Regions from separate parts of the Rattus norvegicus genome. Here region 1 is linked to region 2. Evidence: chromatin contacts called from public Hi-C data. All regions are on one chromosome and are shown on one strand. The core of a region is the stretch at or near the end of the contact, and the rest is flanking DNA. Distances in the headings are between cores, read along the strand shown.

What was found. Hi-C and Micro-C count contacts between places; a contact is called where the count stands out from the background.
Region 1: a Hi-C map of Schwann cells shows a contact between it and region 2, with 7 times the contacts expected there. The contact joins two enhancer-like sites. A contact is called at or near these places in 2 of 12 Hi-C or Micro-C datasets (the Rat2 cell line and Schwann cells).

What each region holds. Positions count from the first base shown.
Region 1 is chr4:169,832,363-169,836,676 of GRCr8, reverse strand. The region is part of intron 1 of Gsg1 (germ cell associated 1); the gene reads left to right. It also overlaps a transcript of Fam234b not described here. Among named protein-coding and RNA genes, the nearest start is that of Gsg1, 3.9 kb to the left of the region's middle. Within about 2 kb of position 2,941, at least 17 of the 93 cell types and tissues checked have an H3K27ac peak or open chromatin away from gene starts, as enhancers often do.
Region 2 is chr4:169,717,303-169,721,390 of GRCr8, reverse strand. All of the region lies in intron 3 of Hebp1 (heme binding protein 1), which reads left to right. It also overlaps the pseudogene LOC120102674. Among named protein-coding and RNA genes, the nearest start is that of Hebp1, 16 kb to the left of the region's middle. Within about 2 kb of position 1,595, at least 12 of the 93 cell types and tissues checked have an H3K27ac peak or open chromatin away from gene starts, as enhancers often do.

The DNA.
Region 1 (4,314 bases), core at 1,692-4,191, 110 kb before region 2:
CTAGTGTCCTAAGCAGTCACTTGCACGTGAAAGATTGCCCCACAGGAAGTGCAGATGTGGCTGTCCCTCTGATTCATGCCAGCCAGTAGCTTAGGGCATGGAAGAAAGGCAGAGGGAGGGGAGGAGGGCTTCCTCTCCTGGAAATGACTGCCAAAGCAAAAGCCTTCAAACAATTCCATGACAAAGCGGAAAGGGAAAGGCTGGAGGGAGGTCCCAAGTGTTTTCCTTTGGCCCCTCCCAATGAGCATTAAATGAGGGAATTGCCAGTATTTGTGACCCACCGTGGGAGCACTTGGGGTTATGTGGGTCCTTAAAAGTGGGGTAAAATGGGAGGTCCTGAGTTAAATACGGAGCGGGCATCTGAAAGGTCATAAATGTCCTCTGGGAAACATTTCAAAGTCTCATCAAACGAAGGAGTTCGATGTCCCACGATATGCAGTTAAAGTTCGGAAGGCTCCAGCCACATCAAAATGACATGATGCTAATCTGTAGGGAATCACCCGTCTTGAAATGTTCAGAACATTTCCGATCTGTCACTGTTATGAGTGATCGGTTTGTCCTCTGGTCAGACTAAAGATAATACTGGTAATGAGATCATTGCTATTTTCTGAGCCTTTGCTCATGGAAAAGCAGGAATGTTCACAGGTGTGAAGAACTGTGTTGGCATATCTGTCTGAAAACTTGGCATCCGTGTAGAAGGGCCTTTGGTACGCCTTCAGGGCTCTGGGGTCTTTTTGTGGCTCCCGGGTGCTTTTTTTATGAGAACTGGGAAGAGTGGTGTGTCCCTGACGATGTTTGCACACATGTTCTGTGTTCACGTCTTTGCCGGTAGGCTTCCCAACACATGTGCGTGAGCCTCGTTAGCCATACCAAACTCCTTCACTTGAGACAGTGCTGGAGTCAGCAATCCTTAAAACATAGTGCTTTACCACACTCGAGTCAAAGGAGCCAACAGATACAGAGGGCACATGAGTTACAGGGAAGGTGTGTACCTGTCAGAATGTGGAGGTGCAGAGAGCAGAGCTGTTTGTGTGTCAGCCAGTGACAGCCGAAGGACTTAAATTCCACTCCAGCTCTTTGCTTGTTGGGTAGCAGAAAGGAATTACTTAATGAGGCCATGGGTCAAGAATTCTGGCCCCTGGGAGGACAGAGAAACTCAAGGCAGGGCAAACAAGATGTCTTAGGTGGGCAGCTTAGGAGACAAAATGACTAGATCCCTTAGCCCCAGGCTCGTGTCAGGGAAGAGGTGAGCACACCAGCTCTCATTCAACCTTCTGACTCACCTCTAATCTACAGCATACTCGCCATGCAATAAACTGAATTTCTGCCTACAAAGTATGGGCGTCCCAAGACCATCATTTCTCTCATGCACAGCTAGTAAAAATGGTTTCCTACGGTACAGAGAAGGCTGACTGAGAACCTTAGCAAGTGACGGCCAGACTCAGGCCTTGGCACTGTGATGTCATGAATGCCAAGGTGCATGAATGACCCCAGGAAAGCATAACTTCCCACTAACAGTCCCAACACAGCAAGTTTAAACACTGGGTTGAGATGCGGGATATTTGTCTCCACACTGAGTTGTGAGCTTTGGAGACAAGCTTAATTAAATCTGTTACATTGACCAGTAGTTACTTTTTCTGTTCTAAGAGGAAAAGAAAGGGTCTGGGTCCAGGAAATAGCAAGCCCAAATTACAATGAAAGGAAGTGAATGGGATGCTGTGTTCTGATTTTTTTGTGTGGCAAAGCACAGAAACTTGGTTGCTTGCTTTTTTTTTTTTTTTTTTTTTTTTTTTTGTTAAAAAGAGGAAATTGGACTTTGGGGCCTCAGAGAGAGGAAAACTAACACTGGTCACATCCACCAAGTATTCAGCCAAGCACCCTAGGAATGGGTGGATCAGAGCTGCTGTGGAGGCCTAAACTAATATTTTGGAAACCTTTAAGGAAAATAATACAAAATTACAAGTTTGGATTGGGCAACAGGCCCTTGGAAGCAGCTCAAATAAGTGAGGGGCCGAAGAGGTAGGGTTTCATTAGCTTCATTTTAAACCCACCTCTGGGCCTCCTCATCCAACCCTGCCACGCCCATCCCCTTTTCCCTGAAGAAGGCAAACTTGAGGCAATTAAGGCTTCGGGGGTGCGGTTTATGAGCAGAGGCAATAAAAACCAAAGACACGGTGTTGTGCCAAGCGGTGACTCAAGGCGGGATATGAGACGCGTCTCCAAGTATTTGAAGGGTGGAAGCGTCAAGAAGGGAAAAGAATCGGTCACTGTTCTCGGGTGGAGAGAGAAAGGGGATACAATTAAAGAGAAAAACATGTGCACAAAACTCCATCCGGAGACGCTGGCTAACTATTTTCTGTTGTTGCGTTTCCCGTGGGAGGCATTCGAGGATCTATTGAGTCACTGAGAACGGCAACTGGCCACCAAAAATGAACTACAGGGAATAACCCTTCGAAAGGTCTTGCTGGGAGTGGCTGGACACCCCCCAATCTTCATTCTCAGTCCTGAATTCCATAAGGCTGACACATGGCAGTCTGTAGATTTGTATCTGGTCAAAAGCCAAGGGAACTCAAAACGAGCAGTACTGCAGAGACGAGCCACCTCTACCCGCCTTGTGCTGACTGGTAGGAAAGGAAAGGGTAGGAAAGAAGAAAGTATTGGGGTATAGCGCCACCCAGCGGCATGAAGAAACCATGCATCCAGGAATGCCTAGTCCAGAGCCAAATGGAACCACAAAATTCTTGTCTCCTTCTCCCAAAGCAAATCGAGTTGTGTCACAATGAATAAACGGGTGCTTGGGTGACACATAAAAGTTATCTTGGGGGGTGGGGTGGGGGGGCTGAAAGATGGTCGAGCCAATGAATGGACTTGTCAGCCTGACGACCTGAGTTTGATTTCTGGAACTCACATGTTAGAAGAAGAGAACCAACTCAGAGTCCTCTTCAATACATGTGCCACGCCCCTGCTACGCACACATGCACACACACACACACACTGCGAAAAGGAACAAAAACAGTATCAGGAAAGGCATGGTGCAGCAAAGACAAAGAGGAGAAAACCATTTTCAAAGAGCGAATGACTTTTTACACTAAAATTGAAAGGGCAAAAGAATGCGGGGTGTCGGTGGAGCACGCCTTTCATCCCGGCATGCAGAAGGAGGCAGCCGAAGGAGGGTCCCTGAGTTCGAGGCCAGCCCTAGTCTACAACTTCCAGGACAGCCGGGGCTACACAGAAACCCTGTCTCTTTGGAGGAAGAGAGTGAGAAGTGTCAGAAGAAGCTGAAGACATTCTGGGTTGAAGGAAGAGAGTAGCTGCTGGAAAATGTAGGTCTGTTCGATTGTGATGACGGAAAGAATGCTCTGTGTTTCTAATGACTGCCCAAAGGATAGATGTGACCCACTCCTCAACAGTTGACTGGATTCGTTGTTGTTGCTGCTGTCGTCGTAGCTTGTTTGGGTTAAATAAAAAGATGTCCATTTGCTTGAAAGTTGGGGAAAAAATGATGGTCATTATAGGACCATCAGACCCTGAGCTCTTCTCCAGATCTTCAGACCTGCTCTCTTCCACCCCATCCTCATCTTCGTCCCCACCCAACACATTCACCATGAGAGGAGAGGAGCAACTGTTCACGAACTGCCCAGAAAAGGGAGACTGCACACTGAACAAGCCAGTAGTCTTATCTGTGGCTCCTGAAGCTTTAACAATGCAAACCCTAAAGCTGCTTCTTGCAGGACACTGAGAAGTTAGAGCGGATCAATATTTTTTGTGTATTGCTGTGAAAAGTCTAGCCCTGGATGGTCACACCCCTCACCTAGGGAACAAGAGGTAGAGGGAACTTCAATCGCTCTTTGCTTTTTGTACAGAATGTCCCCTCTGCAAGTGCAGATCTGTGCTGCTCTGGACTCTGGCATAATCTCCAGGAACATCTGGGCTGTGATTACACTGTCAATTATTAAATGCCCACGTTCACTGCATAGCAGCATTTAATCAAGAGGCATTCCTCAAACTATGAGCTAAAAGGGGAGGGATGGGAAGGCAAGGGAGGAGGGAGGGAACTCTGCATTCTCTCTTGCTGCTTTGCACCAAAGAGACCTGTGCAGATGAAATCTGTCCACCCTTCCAGACAGGCCACCAGAAGCCGACCATGGCCAAGGTAACCAGCTTCCCCCTTTGATTTTGCAGGGGAAACCTTAGCCCCTGGCTCTGTGAAGAGGTGAACCCCGTCAACCGACTGTCCTTGTTGTCATTCGCTAATGCCATGTTTTTCTGTTAATGTACATGGATGTTACTGTGCCAGTTACAGGGCTTGTACCC
Region 2 (4,088 bases), core at 346-2,845:
CACACACACACACACACACACATATATATATATGGGATGGGGTCTGACAGTGAATGCTTTCTATCGGCTTGGTCTGAGATGTTAGGGATGCCTCAGCTGTCTGTGGAAGGGCTGGGGACACCATGGTCTGGTGACCCCTGTTTCAGTTGGGAGTAGTGAAACGCCTCCTGTCCTCAGGTATGAGGTGCAGGGCTTTCTGACCCCGCTCAGCCTGACCAAGTTTCCTGGCACGGCCCACAGCGCCATGTTCTACCACCAAGCTACTCCCACCCACAGCCTGGTGTACACTTTCCCCACTTTGGTTCCTAATCTGCCCTCAGAAGTCAAGTCTCTTCTGGATAATTGGTGACTCCCCGTTTGTCAAAATCCCACGGTGTAACAGGCACCTAACCAGGTACACAGAAAGACCAGAACCTTCACCAGTAGTAACCACAGGTTAGGGGTTGGGTGCTGCTCAAGCCCAATTTCATGAAAATTAACTATGTGAATGATCTTGCACCACACGGTCTCTGTGCACTGAAAACCCCCCACCCCACCCAAATGTGGCTGGGAGGCTTCTCTATTCTATTTCCTCCTGCGGGTGGGAGGGACACTTTTTCCCCCAGAGCTAGCTTAGAATCATTCCTTAGAAAGCTACTTTGATGAGAGCTTGCCTGCTGTGGGCATTCTTTGGCTGGGTGAACAGAGCCGCCCGGAGGACAGAGAGGGTACTGCTGACATGGAAGCCCCCTCCCCCAAGTCCTGTTTCTTTCTATGCCAGCCCTCATTCTGACTTCTCAGCCTCTGTGCAGAGGCTTCTGAAAACTCTAAGCAGAGCCAATGTAGGTAGAATCAGGAGTAAGGCGGGTAGGTAGGTAACTGAGGCACCCAGGAGCAACGTTTAAGGAAGCACTTACTCCTACCGTCACCCAAGTGCAGGGTGAGCACTGATAGTAAGAGCCTCCTTAGATTGAACAGTCTGAGTGTCTGCTGGTCTCTCTGTCAGTCCCCGGATCCATCTTGCCCACTCTCCTTCCTGCTCTCTGAGAGGTGGCGAGTGGTAAACTTCTGTTATATAGTATGGTTCTCAGCTCGGCTGTGTAATAGCAAGATAACGCCTCAGAAATTAGTGAGCCCCTCTCTTTTGTAAAAGATGTTTTATTGGTTCTTTGTGAATTTCACATCATGCACTCCAATGCCACTCATCTCCCCTGCCCCTCATACCTGTTGCCCCTTGCAACCTCCCCCACAACAGAGGAAAAAGTCGTTGTGGAAGCCATTGTGTGTCACAGTATGTCCTACGGTATTACCTTTTGTCCACAATTCTTTGCTTGGAAATGCTCATGCATGAGTCATTGGTCTGGCATGAGGCCTCTGACTACTCACTGGGGCTCCTCTTAGATATCTTGTTGTTGCCCTGTGTCATGGAGATCCTGTAGTTTTGGATGTGTAGGACCCTTCGTGATCTCCAGCAGTTCATCAATGGGGTAGATGTTGAGTAGGCCAATTCAAAGCCCTGGATCTGGGCCTGAGAGGTATCAGAGCTTGTCAGCTCACCAGCTCTCACATTCTCTACCCTGGGGCCTGCTTACCAGCCATTCCCTCTACCAGGGCCTGCTCTGCCCTGCTGCCCAGCTGAGGCACAGGGCCTGCTGTCCTCCGTATTGCAGCTGGTGAGGGACATGACCAGTTCTCCCCGTCTTGTGACCCTAGAGCTAGCTTCCCTGCCTGCCTTAGACAGTGAGAAGGAGGGTGTCTCTCCCTCATCTGCACTGTCGCCCACTAGACAATAGGCAGGGCTGATTCTCCCACACTCCAGGGCCAGCTCACCCACAACTCCCACATAAAGAGCTAACTCTTCTGTGCTGCCCAGGCAAGGTGCAGAGCCTGTTCTCCCAGGTACTGTAACAGGTACCGTGCCTCTGGCAAGGGCAAGGTGGGGGTCAGCTCTCTCACACTCACACTCTCAGGGCCAGCGTGCCCACATCCACACCACCAGGGTCAGCTCTACTGTGCTGCCCGGGTGAGGTACAGGGCTTGCTCCCCCAAGTCCTGCAGCTGGTGAGGGGCAGGGCCAACTCTCCTCCTCTCATGGCCCTAGAGCCGGCTCTCCTGCATGCCATAGGTGGTGAGGGGGAAGGGGAGAGGAGGATGTCTCTCCCTCATCCGTGCCACTGCATGGGAGATGAGTGGTCATGTTAGGTCTCCAGACACTTGTTTGTATCCTCAGGGGTGGCTCCTAGGCAACCCCCGCAATGTGCAGGGGCTGCTTTCTGGAGTATGCAGCTGTCTAGGGGTGGGGTCAGCTCTCCTGTTCTCATGGTCCAGGGCCAGCTCTCTAATGACGACAGGTGAGGGGTGGGCCAGTTCTGCACAGCCCTCAGATATCAGCATGTCCCCAGGCCACAGCCTAGACCAGGGATGTCTGCCTGGCCTTTGGTGGTAACAGACCCCGCTGCTGCAAAACCACAGGCCTCGATGTGGACCCCAGCGGCGGCATAGGCCAGAACACCACTGTGGTCCCACGAGGCATCATCAGCTACTCATATCAGGCTGTTCCTCTCTACCCTCTGGGCTCCAGATCTCCTCTCTTCATTGTGTCCACATCCTTCTGTCTCTCTTTCTCTTCCATTTCTTCACCACTTACTTGCACCTCTTAGTGGTACCCAGGGTCTTTGAGTGTCTAGAGTTGTTTTGGGGGCACTGTATCCTGCTTGTGCACTATGGCACCACGCAGGGGTCATCTCGGGCACGATATGTGCCCTACCCCTCCCCCAGGCCTGTGTGGCATCTCGGGCTAGCTCCCTGTCTAGGCCCCATGGCTCTGATCTGGTGGTCATCTTGAGCTACCTCTTCACCCCACCCCCCAAGTGGCCCCATGCGGGCATCTGTCTTGGGCTCACTTCTGCCAGGAGGCCTCAGTCCCAGGCAGGGTTCTTCTAGTCTCCTACTTGCTCTCGGTCCCAAGAGCTATCAGGGCTTTTGTAGTGCCAGACTGGTGGTCATCTCAGGTTTGCTTTTTTCAGGGGTTATTAGGCTACTAATCATTCAGATGTCCACAGAACACTGAGGATAGACATAGCCTCTCTCCTCTCTGCCACCTACTGGTGCAAATGACAACAGCCAAACCTCCAGGGCTTCTAGGGGCAGAGTTAATAAGCCTCTTTAAGAGTTAGTTTTCCCCATTGGTTAAGCACACCTTAATCACACATCTTGGGGTTCTTGTGAAAGGCCACCTATTAGTACTTTCTAAAGCACTATTTCCACATTTCTTAATGTGTGACCTGTCATTCTTTATCTTGTAATTATCTGAAGATTGACACAATTGAATGGGTTCACTCCTCATGCCAGCCCCACTTTTCTCTTTTATCCTTTGGTCCAGCCCTCCCTCAGTAGCCAGGTCTATTCTAAGTGACTGGTGGGTGACTCCCCATTTGTTGAAATCACACTGTGCAACAGGTGCCCAGCCGTGTACAGAGGGGGACAGGCATCCTCAGTAGCATTAGCCACAGTTGCAGGTGGGGCTACTCTCTAACCATTTGCTCACCCAGACTCAGAATAGTGAGTGGCTGCTGCACTGGTGGCCTTTCTGTTGCTGTGAAGAAATACCACAACCACAAGTGACTTGTGGAGGGAAGAGTTTATTTCGTCTTACGGTTGCAGAGGGAGAGTCCAACATGGTGGGTGACGCAGGGCAGCAAGAGGCCAGAGCTAGAAGCTGAGCAATCACAACTTCGACAGAAAACACAACAGAGAGAGGAGCGCAGATGGGGGAAGACTTTAAACTCTTAGAGCCCACATCCAGTGACGCCCTCCTCCAGTAAAGCTTCATAATTTCCCCAAACAGCACCACCACTGGAGAGCAAGGGTTCACATACCGATGGGGTGCATTTTGCACCCAGACCACTGTTGCGGTAAAAAATAAAAATGGTTCTGCAGCTACGGGTACCTGAGCGTTCCCACTCCACGCAGATCTGCGGGAGCCGCCCACTCCAGCTGTCTCTCTGCCAGCTGCTTTCTCACACTGTTCCCGGGTTGTTACCACGCCTGACACACATTCCGAGGGCCATTCTAGCACATGGCACCACGCCACACTAGTCCCAGGCATT